3 separate regions of the Mus musculus genome follow, and all the other regions are linked to region 1. Evidence: chromatin contacts called from public HiChIP or PLAC-seq and promoter capture Hi-C data. All regions are on one chromosome and are shown on one strand. The core of a region is the stretch at or near the end of the contact, and the rest is flanking DNA. Distances in the headings are between cores, read along the strand shown. Region 1 holds the start of Uvrag (UV radiation resistance associated gene). Region 2 holds the start of Lamtor1 (late endosomal/lysosomal adaptor, MAPK and MTOR activator 1). Region 3 holds the start of Stard10 (START domain containing 10).

Region 1 (3,979 bases), core at 371-2,870:
TCCCTAAACTATGCCCATCTAGATGCCCAATTTCTCCAGGCGGCTCCTAACAGTGCTCACTATTGCTTCTCCCAGCAGGCCCTCACACTCCACCTCCCACACAGGCAAAAATTCACATTAATGCCCAATCCACAGACTACTCTCCCAGCCACCCTCTCATCCTCTCCCACGACCTGGAAACGCAATACAAGCCTCATTCCTTTCCAACTCCTAATATTCTCCAAACTCCCTCTCCAATGGCACTACAAAACCTGGGCACATGCCTTCTGATTTGCTAAATTCTCTCCTACTACAGAGCCTTGCTTCTGCAGTTAACGTTGCTTCCCTACTCATCCGGCACCTCATCCGGCACCGGGTTGGGGGGGTGGGGTGCAACATTGCTCTTTCCTTTACATTCCGATGCACTCTATGCCTGGCCCTCTCTCCCATAGCCTCTGCGCTCCTAAGTGGCTCCTTCCTGTCTCTTGCAAGGATGGAAAGTTACAGAAAGGGTCTGAGGGAGCTCGTCCTGTGGACCGTGGTGGAGCAGCTGCTCTCAAGTCTAAAGCAAACTATTGCTGCTGAGCACAAGCTGGAGTCAGACTCTGTATTTGGAAATCCATCCCCACCAGAAACACTAACAGAGAGGCAGTGAGCAAGCTTGTTCCTAGAACTGAGAAACCGGGACAATAAAACCAGCTATCTCATGGAGTTGTGACGATTCAATGCTCACTTTGCACAGACCCAGCTCGGTAACCTCTCCATGACTGACAGTTTCTCCAGGTCCTCTTCAATGCTAAGGTTCCTGCAGAGTCTCCCCGAGGGACTGAGGGAGGCCAGTGGAAGATGTACTGATAGGCGGGTGTTGCCAAGAATTTTGTCAGATTCCCAAAGTCAGTGTTCTCTTGTCCTTATTACACACACACACACACACACACACACACACACACACACACACACACACGTGAGATACAAGCTATGAATATTTACTTCAAATCCTCCTTCCAGACACTCACCCGAGGGAGTGGAGTGTGCCATGAGGATCTGAGATTGGAAAGGAAACCCCAACGTCCCAAATACCTTCCTCAGGAGGAGCGGAAGGAAGCACCCGAAACGCTAAGAATAAGTGCAGAAAACCGACTCCTCGATCGGGGAGCGAAAGGGAAAGCGCGGCGGCGGCCAGCGGGGCAGGGCTCCCCGGCGCCTTCTTGGAGGGATGCGGGGGTCTGAGCGCGGGAACGGCCGGGGAGGGGGCTCCTCCTCCTGTCAGCCCTCCTCAGCCCTGCGAGCCCCGCCAACCTTCTCCGCCCCCCGGCTCGCGGCCGGCTCACCTGCTGAGACGGCAGCTCCACATGCAGGGCCCGCGCGGGGGCACCGGACGTCAGCGCGGCGGACGGGCCCGGGGGTGGCAGGGGCACCGGGCCCCCGAGCGAGGCGCAGGAGCTCATCTGGACCCCTGAGCCGCCGAGCGGCCAGGTGGGCAGTCCTCCCGCATCGGCCGCTGCCTCCCGAGCTGTGATTCGCAGAGCCCCTACAGCCTAGAAACCGGGCACCGAGAGCCCCAGCAGCTCTGCGCCCGCGCTGGCCACCGCCGCTGGCTAAGGAAGAGCCATATTACCGCAGTGCAACCCCTCCACCCGGCCCAGAGCTGGCGTGCTCATTGGTTCCGTTTCTGAGAGGGCGGGACCCGGTGGCGGCCAAGGGACGTGCTATTGGCCAGTGGGCCCGTCCGTCGTCGGCCGCAATGGCTAGGGGCGGAGGGACTCTAGGATGGCCTCAATTGCGTCTGTCAAACCCGGGCTAAACCTGGGGCGTAACTTCTCTTTGCCTCAGCCTAATTGGCCCTTTCCCTATTGAGGGGTGTGGTCTCCTAGGGAAGCCTCGTGGGCTATTGCTCTAGAGCGCTGTCAGTTGTCAGTGAAACAGGGACGGCTTCTTGATTAGGTAGAGCGCGCGCCTGGTATGTCGTGTCACGTGCAGAAGTCTGGAGAGTCACCTGATTAGTGAGAGTCAGTCCTCTAAGCCACTTCCGCCCTAACCTAGTTGCTATGGTAACAGAGCCTCCAGTGGAGGGCGGGGACCCGCTTGGCACCAGCTGAGTCGGGATGGATGGATGGTCTGACTTCCCGAAGTGTTCTCATCCACGTACAAAAAAAAAAAAAAAAAGCCACGCTTTATGACTGAGAGGGGGAGCCGCCACCGAGCCGCGATCACTGAGACCAAAGATCCATCGGGCAGTCCACCAGCTCTTCAGTGATCCACTCAGACCTGCAAGTCCACGCCCCTTCTAGCTTCTATAACTAGTAAGCTTAGCCACAAAGTGTGCCAGCCAGCCAAGAGACTGTCTCACCTCTGCTGGTGGGATGCTTATGCTCTGCCTAGAAAGCCTTTACTGCTTGTGACTAACGCTTGCTTAGCCATCGTATTTCAGCTGGGGCAGGAGTCCTTCCAAAAGACTTCTCTGAAACTCCGAATTAGGAAACTTGCCTTTACCACAGACCTGCTTATTCTATTGTGTTGTCTTTGTTTGTTTACTTGCTTTGCGCGGGGGCGGGGCGGGGGGAGGGGCGAGATTTGGCTGACCTGCCACTCACCATGTAGCTCAATCTACCTCAGCTCCCCAGGTGCTGGGACTACAGGAGTGTGCCACCACAGCAGCCTCCACTTTGTCTTTTAATAGTCATTTAACACACACAGCCTCCCCGAATTCAAACACTCATATGTGAATTCCTCAACCAAAAGACCTTGTCTGATTCGTCCCTGGATCCGCATTGCTTGCAGATAATAGAGAAATGAATATGAAGGTACAGCTCAAATGCCCTCCCTTCCCTGAAGACTTCTTTGACCATAATAGCAGCTACAGCCATTGCTTCTATAAGTAGCACTGAGTCATTTTGCAGAATATTGATTCCCCCGTCCCCATAGAGTGTGAATTTCTCCACCACCTGGACTGTTATAGCTGAAAGAACACAGTGTTCAGAGAGGCAGACACAACAGGAAGCAGGCAGTTTGGGATTCTGACTGCCACCTTCTAGCTTTGTCACTGAGCAGGTCAGCTCCCCACTGTCTGTCCATGCGCTGAATAGTACTGGTGTCACTGAGGGGGGTGGTAGGTGGGCCAGTATCTGTGCCCATGAAGACTCCAACATATAATAGATGGATTTAAAATCTTTTACTGAGTGGGAAGATGTATATATAGCTCAATGGTTGAGTAGATGCCGAATATTCACAAGGCCTTGGGTTCAATCCCTAGCACTATTTAAGAATTATGTGTATCTGGGCATGATGGCACATGCCTTTAATCCCAGCACTTGGAGGCAGAGGCAGGTAGATCTCTGTGTTCAACGCCAGACTGGTCTGCAGAGTGAATTCCAGGACAGCCAGGATTACAAAGAGAAACCCTGTCTCAACAAACAAACAAACAAAGTATGTGCACATGTTTGTGTGTGTGGACACATTTGTGTACACAGGTATGCATGCAGGTATGTGTGTGTGTGCAGAGATCAGAAGTCAGCCTCAAGTATCGTTCCTCAGGAACCGTCCATCTTGGGGTTTTTTTTGTTGTTGTTTTTTGTTTTGTTTTGTTTTGTTTAAAGATGGAGGTCCCTTGTTAGCCTGGAATTTACAAAGTAGAGCAGGATGGCTGGCCAGTGAGCCCTATGGATCCTCCTGCCTCTGCCTCCCTAGCTCTGGGGTTAGAGGTCTGCACTGCCATGCCCAGCTTTCTCATCAGGATACTGGGGCTGTTATTCAGATCCGGGTAGTTGGACAGAATGCACTTTACCGAGCTATACCCATAGCCCTGCCCCCATCTTAAAATAAATGGTAAGCATATTAACTTTCAGGGGAAATGAGTTGCATCTGACCTTAGGAATGAATTGCTTTGACGTCACAGTCTCTTATTTTGAAACACAGAGCAGTTCCTCATGGCTGGAGCCTCAGTGTCAGGTATCTGTTGAGAAGTGAGCAGTTGGGAAATTCCAAATCATGCCTAGTTCAA
Region 2 (3,979 bases), core at 866-3,365, 2.8 Mb after region 1:
TGAAGGCTCCTAAGAAAGACCAGGTACCGGAATGGGAGTCCTTCAGAGGACTAACCCCAAGGATGGAGGCTGGACCTGATTTCAATTATTGATGTTGAGGCTGTTGTTACCTGAGACCTGCAGTTCAGGTTACCAAACTTCAGCTGCCTCCTATTTCTCAGGCCTTTGAGAAACTTAGCAGAACTCTAGGGTCTTAATCTGAAGAATTAATAAATATTACTAGGTGACTTTTCTAACCCCTTGGGATCAGGACATGCGGCATGGTGTAAACCAAAGTAATTGAAAATTATTTACTGAATTCAAAACCCAAGTTTTCTGGGTTGTTTGTTTGTTTGTTTTGTTTTTTGAGACAGGGTTTCTCTCTATAGCCCTGGCTGTCTTGGAACTCATTTTATAGACCAGGCTGGCCTCGAACTCAGAAATCCGCCTGCCTCTGCCTCCCAAGTGCTGGGATTAAAGGCCTGCGCCACCATGCCCAGCTCCCCAAGTTTTCTGTAAGTAAGTGTTAGGGTATCAGTTACAGAGTAAAGTCAGACTCTGTCCTTGTCTCTCAGTTACTCACATGTGGTAGAAGAAATGAACTAAAAAACACAACTATAGAATACACTGACCACCTGACTAGGGATTCCATGGTCTGGATCTTGGGCTGTTTTCTGCCCAGCTACCTATCCAAACTGAACACTAGAGTGGCACACTATAGACAATAAATATTTGGGGTATGTATTTTTTTAAGATTTATTTATTATATCTAAGTGCACTGTAGCTGTCTTCAAATGCACCAGAAGAGGGTGTCAGATCTCATTATGGATGGTTGTGAGCCACCATGTGGTTGCTGGGATTTGAACTCAGGACCTTCGGAAGAGCAGTCGGTGCTCTTAACCACTGGGCCATCTCTCCAGCCCTGGGGTATGTCTTTTTTTTTTTAATTTTTTTTAAGATTTCATTTATTTATTTTATGTAACTACATTGTAGTTGTCTTCAGACACACCATAAGAGGGCATCAGATCTTGTTACAGATGGTTGTGAGCCACCATGTGGTTCCTGGGATTTGAACTCAGGACCTCCAGAAGAGCAGTCAGAGCTCTCATCCGATGAGCCATCTCTCCAGCCCTGGGGTATGTCTTTTAAATTAAGTTTATGTGTATGAGTGTTTGGTCTGCACGTATGTGTCTGTGCACTGTGTGTGTGTACTTGCCTGCTGCCAGAGGCCAGAAGGGGCATTGTTTCTCCTGGGTCTGGAGCTATATATGATTGTAAGTCACCATGTAGGTGCTGGGAATTGAACTTGGGCCTTCTGGGGGAGCAGCAGCCAGTGCTCTTAATCACTGCGTTGTCTCTAGCCCTATGATTTGTTAATAAGTGAGTGGCACCAGATTAAGTAAAGAGAAGTGCTCAGAAGAGAATCAGAAAAGGCAATCAGGAAGAAAAGTTTGTATTGAGACTTTGAATACTCTAATCCCTGATTTGGAAAGAGAAGTGTCTGCCATCTGCCTACTCAGGCAGAATTCACCTTAGTCAAGAAACTGCCAAATACTTGAGTAGAGAGATGGCTAAACTGTGCCTGCCCCAAAGTTTGCCAATCTAACAATTCCTACGACCCTCATGGTGGAAAGATACAACCAACTCTTAGAAGTTATTCTGTGACCTCCACACTCACATACTCAAAATAAAAATACATATGCGTTTAATACTGGTAAGGCAGAGGTAAGTGGCTCTCTGAATTCGAGTTCAGCCTGGGCTACACAGCAAATTCCAGGTCAGTGAGGGCTACGTAGTGAGACCTTGGTCTCTCTCGCACACATAAAGGACAAAGAAACTAGCAAAGAGTTCTGAGTGAAGTACATCTCCCTCCAGTACGCTACTCGCCACTTGCATGGCACTTAAGAATTTATCTTGATATAGCACTGGGCCCACAAAGGTGGCCCTGACACCATGTGACCACACAACTCGTCGCACTGCACTGGCCACTAAAGCTAAGGGACGCAAGGATTCGGAGTTAGAGACTAGGACAACAAAATCATGTGACTCGCCCCGCCTGCCTTCCTATCACGTGCCGCGGGTCCGCTCACGTAGGACGCACTTTTCCATTGGTTGGCGATTGTCACGCGGCGAGGCGGGACCGGAAGGCAAGATTTGGCTGTGGCGCCGGAGCGGCTTTAGGACAGGCTAGGCGAGGGGGAGGGGAGCGAGAGGCAGCCGCGGGTCATGTGACCGGAAAGGCTCCTGACGGACGCCGTCCCTCCTCGGCGCCGCCTGAGCGCCCGGCCCGACCCCGCCATGGGGTGCTGCTATAGCAGCGAAAACGAGGACTCGGACCAGGTGCGACAGCGGCGGACGGGGTTTGGGACTGTGGGCTACGACCGCGGGGCTCGGGGCCCAGAATAAAGCCCGCAGTGGCGGGGAGCCGGACTGCAGGCTCACCGAGTACGGAGGCCTGGAGGGGACAGATTACAGAGAGGACGGCCAGCCGGGCTCCTACCCTCTTAAAGATCCTAGTCTTACTTCTGCCTAGGGTTGCGGCGGTCGCCGCCTGACTCGGCCCCTCCCCTTCCACTCTCCAGTCCCCTCGTATCTCACCACTCGAATCCTCAGACTGGGTTCTCGGGAAACATTCGCGCTCACAGATTCCTCTGTCTTCACTGCAGCTTGGCTTAGTGGACCCATTGTAGAGATAGGTAATTTGAGGCTCTCAGTCTCCCGAGATAAATCAGGAATTTCTGTGTGTTCTGTCAACTGTTCTGCCACTGTTGGCTTGGTGTCAAAAGTTGACACCAAGTTACTGTCATTTGAGTTGGCCAGTGAAGAATTAATAGAGCGAAGACATCGGGACGTTGGGGAGCAATAGAGTTTGCTTTGACCGATATAGAGGAAAGGGGATTTGATTTATGAGTTTGGTTTGCTGTTCCCTGCCTGGTGCCTGAGGGTTCCTCGAGCTAGAGAGTTCCTCTCTGAAGAATGTGATTGTAGATCTTACTCTTTTCGAGAAAGCATCGACTTGGAGAGACTTCAGTGTCTTGTTTTTAAATTTCCATCTTCCCCTTGGTGCATCTCATTCCTCTCTACTACAGTCCCTTCCCTGCCTAGACGCTTTTGAGGAGGGGAAGACTTTTGCAAGGCTGGGTGTCAGCCCCCTGGCCATTCCTCTTAACAGCTGCCTCGAAGCCTGAGCCCTGATGTCTACACACAGTAGGCACCGTGCCACAGAGAACAGTTTCACCCGGTCTAGTGGAGGATACAGTCAGAGACATAAGTGGTGTCGCTGTACTTGGGAAGGTGTTCTTCCCCCCAGTGAACCCTGCAGTTCAGGAGAATGTGATTTGTGTCGGGGTGAGTGCTTCCTGAACCTCATTCATTGCTTGACCTGAGTTTGACATGCCTGTGGCCGTAACTTTCACTTCATTCTGTCATGCTAAAGGCTAGAACTGCAAAAATAGGAACCCACCACAAAACAACAGAAAAGGAAGAAGAAGGCAGATATCCCTGCCTAACAGCAGAGTTATGGAGGGAAAGCTAAAATTCCACCTTCCTCTTTACAGATTCTCATTTCTGGCTGGTTTGGTTTGTTTTTAAAAAGGTCTCCTGAAGCCCAGACTGGCTGCAGACCTGCCATACAGTTGAGGATGACCTTGAATTTCTGGTTCTGCTTCTCCCTGAGTGCTGGGATCCTAGGCATATGTCACTCACTATGTCCAGTTTTATGCAGTCGTAGAGATCAAACCCCAGGGTCATATCCCCAGTCCCTCTTTAGGTAGGCCCTCTTCAGCATTGCCTGTCCCTGTATTAGAAGTGTAAGAATTACCTTACACCTAAGAGAGTGAGTCCCAGTACTTAGGAGGCTGACACAGAACTGCCTCAAGTTTGTGGTCTGTCTGGCTACACAGTAAGTTCAGGGCCTGTCTGTCTCAAAAAGAAAAATGTATAAGCAATAGGTCTTCAGAGGCCGCCTACGATTGCTTCATTTGACTCCTGCTAGTTACCT
Region 3 (3,979 bases), core at 526-3,025, 2.2 Mb after region 1:
GGTTCAGAGGGTGTGCGTGCAATTAGCTGACACTTCCTACCACACTGATGGAAGGCCTGGGTATCTGAGGTCATTGCACAGGACTGATGGGGACCTGCAGTTTTGTTTTGTTTTAGAAGACTTACTTTGTAGAACACCTTTCAGGGCCACTTTGTAGAACACCCATCATGGCTACCTGTTTGCCCCTGACTTATTTTTTATTTTTTTATTTACCAATGATTAAACCTAGGGCTCTACCACAAAGTTACAGCCTCCCTAACTATCCTGGAACTCACTCTGTAGACCAGGCTGGCCTCAAACTCAGAAATCCACCTGCCTCTGCCTCCCATGTGCTGGGATTAAAGGTGTGTGCCACCACTGCCCGGCAGCCTTTAAAAACATTTTGGGGTGGGGGGGCAAAGTCTTACTTTGTTGCCTGTGCTGGTTTTGAACGGAATATGCAGCCCAGGGAAAGCCTTAAACTTTGGGTCTTCCTCCCCAGTCTCCTGAGTAGCTGGGATTATAGGTCTGTGCTACCACATCCAGTTTCCTGCTTATTTTAAAAGTGGGCATGATTTACAAAGATCTCAGAGCCCTGAGCACTTCAGGGAAAAAAAAAAAAAAGCACATCTATTTGTGAACCTACAGTGCTGAGTCTGCGGTTTTCTTTTAACACCTGTAAGAAAAGAAATCTACATGGTGGAGATAAGAGGTGACTTCTGAGGGACCAGGGGGAGAATGCAGAGGGCACAGAAGGAGCCTGGGTGGCAGAGGCTTGGTACTCTGGCACTGGTGGGAATAGCCATTAGCAGACTCTGGTACTACTAGGTCAGTGGTAGTCACTTATTGCTCCTAATATCCAGAGGAGCACACCAAAGGCTTTCCCTGCTCGTCTCTGGCCCAGACAGTGACAAGACTGCCATGCTCATACTGGCCTGGCCCTAGCTTTCACTGGGTAGATGGGACAGGGCTCCCAGAATGGAAGAGTAGGCAGAAGAGTTAGTGGACAGAATTTACATCAGGCTACAGAGTAGAGCTCTGGTCCACTCTATTCTACAGAGGGGTGGAGGGGGCCTGTGCTCCAGTGTTCTGCAGCCCTGTGCTTTTGAGAACTGGTCTTCGCCTAGGGGAGGTGTGGGTAAATGGCTGAGAGCTAAAGAGGGGTGGGTTTGGAAGCTGCCAAATAGGGATGTAAGAGGTTGCTGGCTCAGGACCTCTCTCTGGCCAGAGTGAGGCTGAAGTGGAAATTTTGCCAAATTCTGGCCAGCCTTTGAACCTTGAGCCTTTAAAGTCGGATCAACTTCCGGCTGGGTTTGCACACCCTACTGGAAAATTGAGTTGGGTGTGTGGAGGAGGCTTGTTATGCTCTTGGTTCTTGGGGCTTGCAGGCTGTCGCCATTTCTAATTTAGTTACTGAGGGGCTGTCATCCCTATTCCTGCTAGTTAGTCTTTCAATTGTCATGAGGGTGTGTGCCCACCCTTGAATCTCTGAAGTGTTGTGTGTGTGAATAAGCTGTTGCAGAAGCGTGTACCTGCAAGGGTGGGAGCGAAGAGTAGAGAAGAGGCTCTCAGTTAACTTCCAGAATCTCTCTTGGCACCTCAACCTTACTCTGAGAGCCCAGGCTACTTTGTTACTTCGCTATGTGGTTCCTGCTCACAGGTCCCCGGTCCTCTGATAGTCTACATCTCTCCCCGGACTTTGCCCCTTCCCCGGGGCTTACGGGGGCGGGCGCTAGGACCCGGCGGGGCGGGGCGGGGCGGGGCTCGGTGCTCCCGCAGTTCTTACCTCCGCAGCCTGGAAAATACCGAGCGAGGCGAGCGGAGCCCGGGAGCCCCGAGCCTAGCGGGAGGGAGGAGGGCGGAGGGGGCGCGCGGGGCGGGGGGCGCGGAGCGGGGCGGGGCCGGCGGCGGGACCCACTGCTCCTCCCCCCAGGGTCCCCGCGCGGCCCCCGGTCGCCCGGGCAGCGGAGGCAGCGGCGGCGGCGGAAGAGCTCGCACACCGGCCCCGGCGGGCCCCGGCAGAGAAGCCCGCACAGGTGAGACTCCGCCACCACACCCGCCCCCACCACGGCCCCGCGCGGCTTGCTGCTGAGTTAGTTGTGCGAGTCCGGCCAGCACCGCGCGAGGACTCCGTGCCAGACCCGCACTTGCGATCCCCCAGAGTCCCGCCCGGCTCTCGCGGGCTCCTGCACCCGCTACGCAGCAATCCTACTGCCGCTCCAGGGAAGTATGAGGTCGCTCCTTGTGGGAGGGTGGCCCAAGTGACTGTCCTGTGCCGGTGCACAACCGCCTGGGGCCAGTACCTGCCCTTTTCAAGCTGTCCGCTGGTCCGGGACCCCGGCTAGCCCCACCCGCGCCCCCAGCGCACTGACTCTGGTCCCCAAACCGGTCTTGCAGGTCCCAGGAAGGTGGCGTCAGCATCTGCAGCCGCGTCGACGTTGTCTGAGCCTCCGCGGAGGACCCAGGAGAGTCGGACTAGGACCAGGGCCCCGGGCCTCCCCACGCTCCCTATGGAAAAGCCAGCTGCCTCAACAGAACCCCAAGGGTCTCGGCCCGCCTTGGGCCGTGAAAGTGTCCAGGTGCCCGATGACCAGGACTTCCGCAGTTTCCGGTCAGAGTGTGAGGCCGAGGTGGGCTGGAACCTGACCTACAGCAAGGCCGGCGTGTCTGTGTGGGTGCAGGCTGTGGAGATGGATCGAACTCTGCACAAGATCAAGGTAGGATTGCCCTGTGGTACCTGCAGCCTCCACTCCTCCCGAACTGTCTCTCACAGGAATCTCCTCGCCCATACTCAGACCAGGGACCCATAGAGGGGTGCATGTGAGCTCAGAGTCTCCTAATATAAACCAGAGGACACACATGGGCCATATGACCCGGGTTCTAACCTAGGCATGCCTGTGTGTTTGGGAGATGGGTGATGGCCAGGTACACTTAGGGGAATAGTGTCTCTCAAAGGTCTGTCTTTCAGAGTAGCTTCTGCTTGGACCCTTAGTTTGACCCACTAGGTAGGTGAACGGCCCACTTCCTCCTTCACCCGGGGTTCTCTAGCCCGCGATGGGTCTTCTGCTCTACTTTCTGCACTCTTGGGTGCAGAGGATGAGATTCCTTCCTTCTCAATTCCTCTAGTCCTCTCTGTCCCTGCCCAGTGGCTCTATCAGGCTCTGAGCCTGCAGCAGGCCTTTAGGACTGTGGCTGGCAGCTCCTGACTGCTGTCTTGCCCTGAGCCACCCTGGGGGTGCACTAGAGGAGGCAGGGTCTTAGTGTCAAGGGAAACCAGCTCAGAAGGCAGATACGTACTCATCAGCCCCTCACTGCCATCCCCCTCCTCCCTGCCCCATGATTCTCTTCTCTCTGTCATGGCAGGGTAGCTTGGGGTTTGATGGAGGCAGAGATTCTGGTCTAGGGGGTCTCAGTAGCTGTTTGTTACACGTGTGGTTTGGTTGTGAGTGCCACATTGCAGGGTGTGAACTTCCCCTTAGAGAGCTCTTGGAAGGCCATTCCCTTGCACCCTCCTGCTGCTCTGGATCTGTCACGGATGCATTCCTATTCTTAGGGTCCAGGGCACTGGACTGTCTTAACAGGGTCCCTTCTGTCTAGGACCTTTATACCAGAGCCTGAGGTGCTGGCCTTTTTCCTCTGGCCCTATGCTTCTTTTTGCCTTGCCCTAATCATTTATAGCTTTATCCACCTGCCCCCCCCCCCCACACACACACAACTGGCTTGCTCTTCCTGCTGTCCCTTTGCCCTCTGTGTCTGTCTCCGTCTGCCCTTGCTAACTGACTCTTTCTGCGTTTCCGTGGCTACCTCCTTGCTCTGAGTCTCTTCCCAGGCTTAAAGACCCTGGGCTGGAGCTTCTTCAAGGCCTAGTGTAGGTCTGAGCCTGAGGAGTAGGGCGGGCAGGGCAGCTGGCAGTGTCAGCATGTTGCTGATTGCATGTGGGCTCCTCCCCACAGTGTCCACCAGGGTAGTGGTGTTGGGGAAAGATGAACCTGGGAACCGA

Evidence for each region. Promoter capture Hi-C pulls out the DNA fragments that hold promoters and counts their contacts. HiChIP or PLAC-seq counts read pairs in DNA pulled down with a chosen protein or histone mark.
Region 2: a contact with region 1 is called in an H3K27ac HiChIP or PLAC-seq map of bone marrow-derived dendritic cells, with 4 times the contacts expected there. The contact joins the promoter of Lamtor1 here to the promoter of Uvrag in region 1. A contact is called at or near these places in 2 of 115 datasets of contacts at active chromatin or transcription factors (bone marrow-derived dendritic cells and large pre-B cells) and 2 of 9 other capture datasets (adipose tissue and liver).
Region 3: a contact with region 1 is called in a promoter capture Hi-C map of liver, with 3 times the contacts expected there. The contact joins the promoter of Stard10 here to the promoter of Uvrag in region 1. A contact is called at or near these places in 3 of 39 promoter capture datasets (hippocampal neurons and liver).

What each region holds. Positions count from the first base shown.
Region 1 is chr7:99,139,524-99,143,502 of GRCm38.p6, forward strand. Uvrag (UV radiation resistance associated gene) reads right to left here and starts at 1,621. Exons shown (of 15, transcript NM_178635.3): 1 at 1,311-1,621. The coding sequence starts at 1,427.
Region 2 is chr7:101,903,722-101,907,700 of GRCm38.p6, forward strand. Lamtor1 (late endosomal/lysosomal adaptor, MAPK and MTOR activator 1) reads left to right here and starts at 2,116. Exons shown (of 5, transcript NM_025605.3): 1 at 2,116-2,319. The coding sequence starts at 2,278. It overlaps Tomt (transmembrane O-methyltransferase), which reads right to left and starts at 2,638. Exons shown (of 4, transcript NM_001081679.1): 1 at 2,578-2,638.
Region 3 is chr7:101,319,338-101,323,316 of GRCm38.p6, forward strand. Stard10 (START domain containing 10) reads left to right here and starts at 1,776. Exons shown (of 7, transcript NM_019990.5): 1 at 1,776-2,015; 2 at 2,377-2,696. The coding sequence starts at 2,490.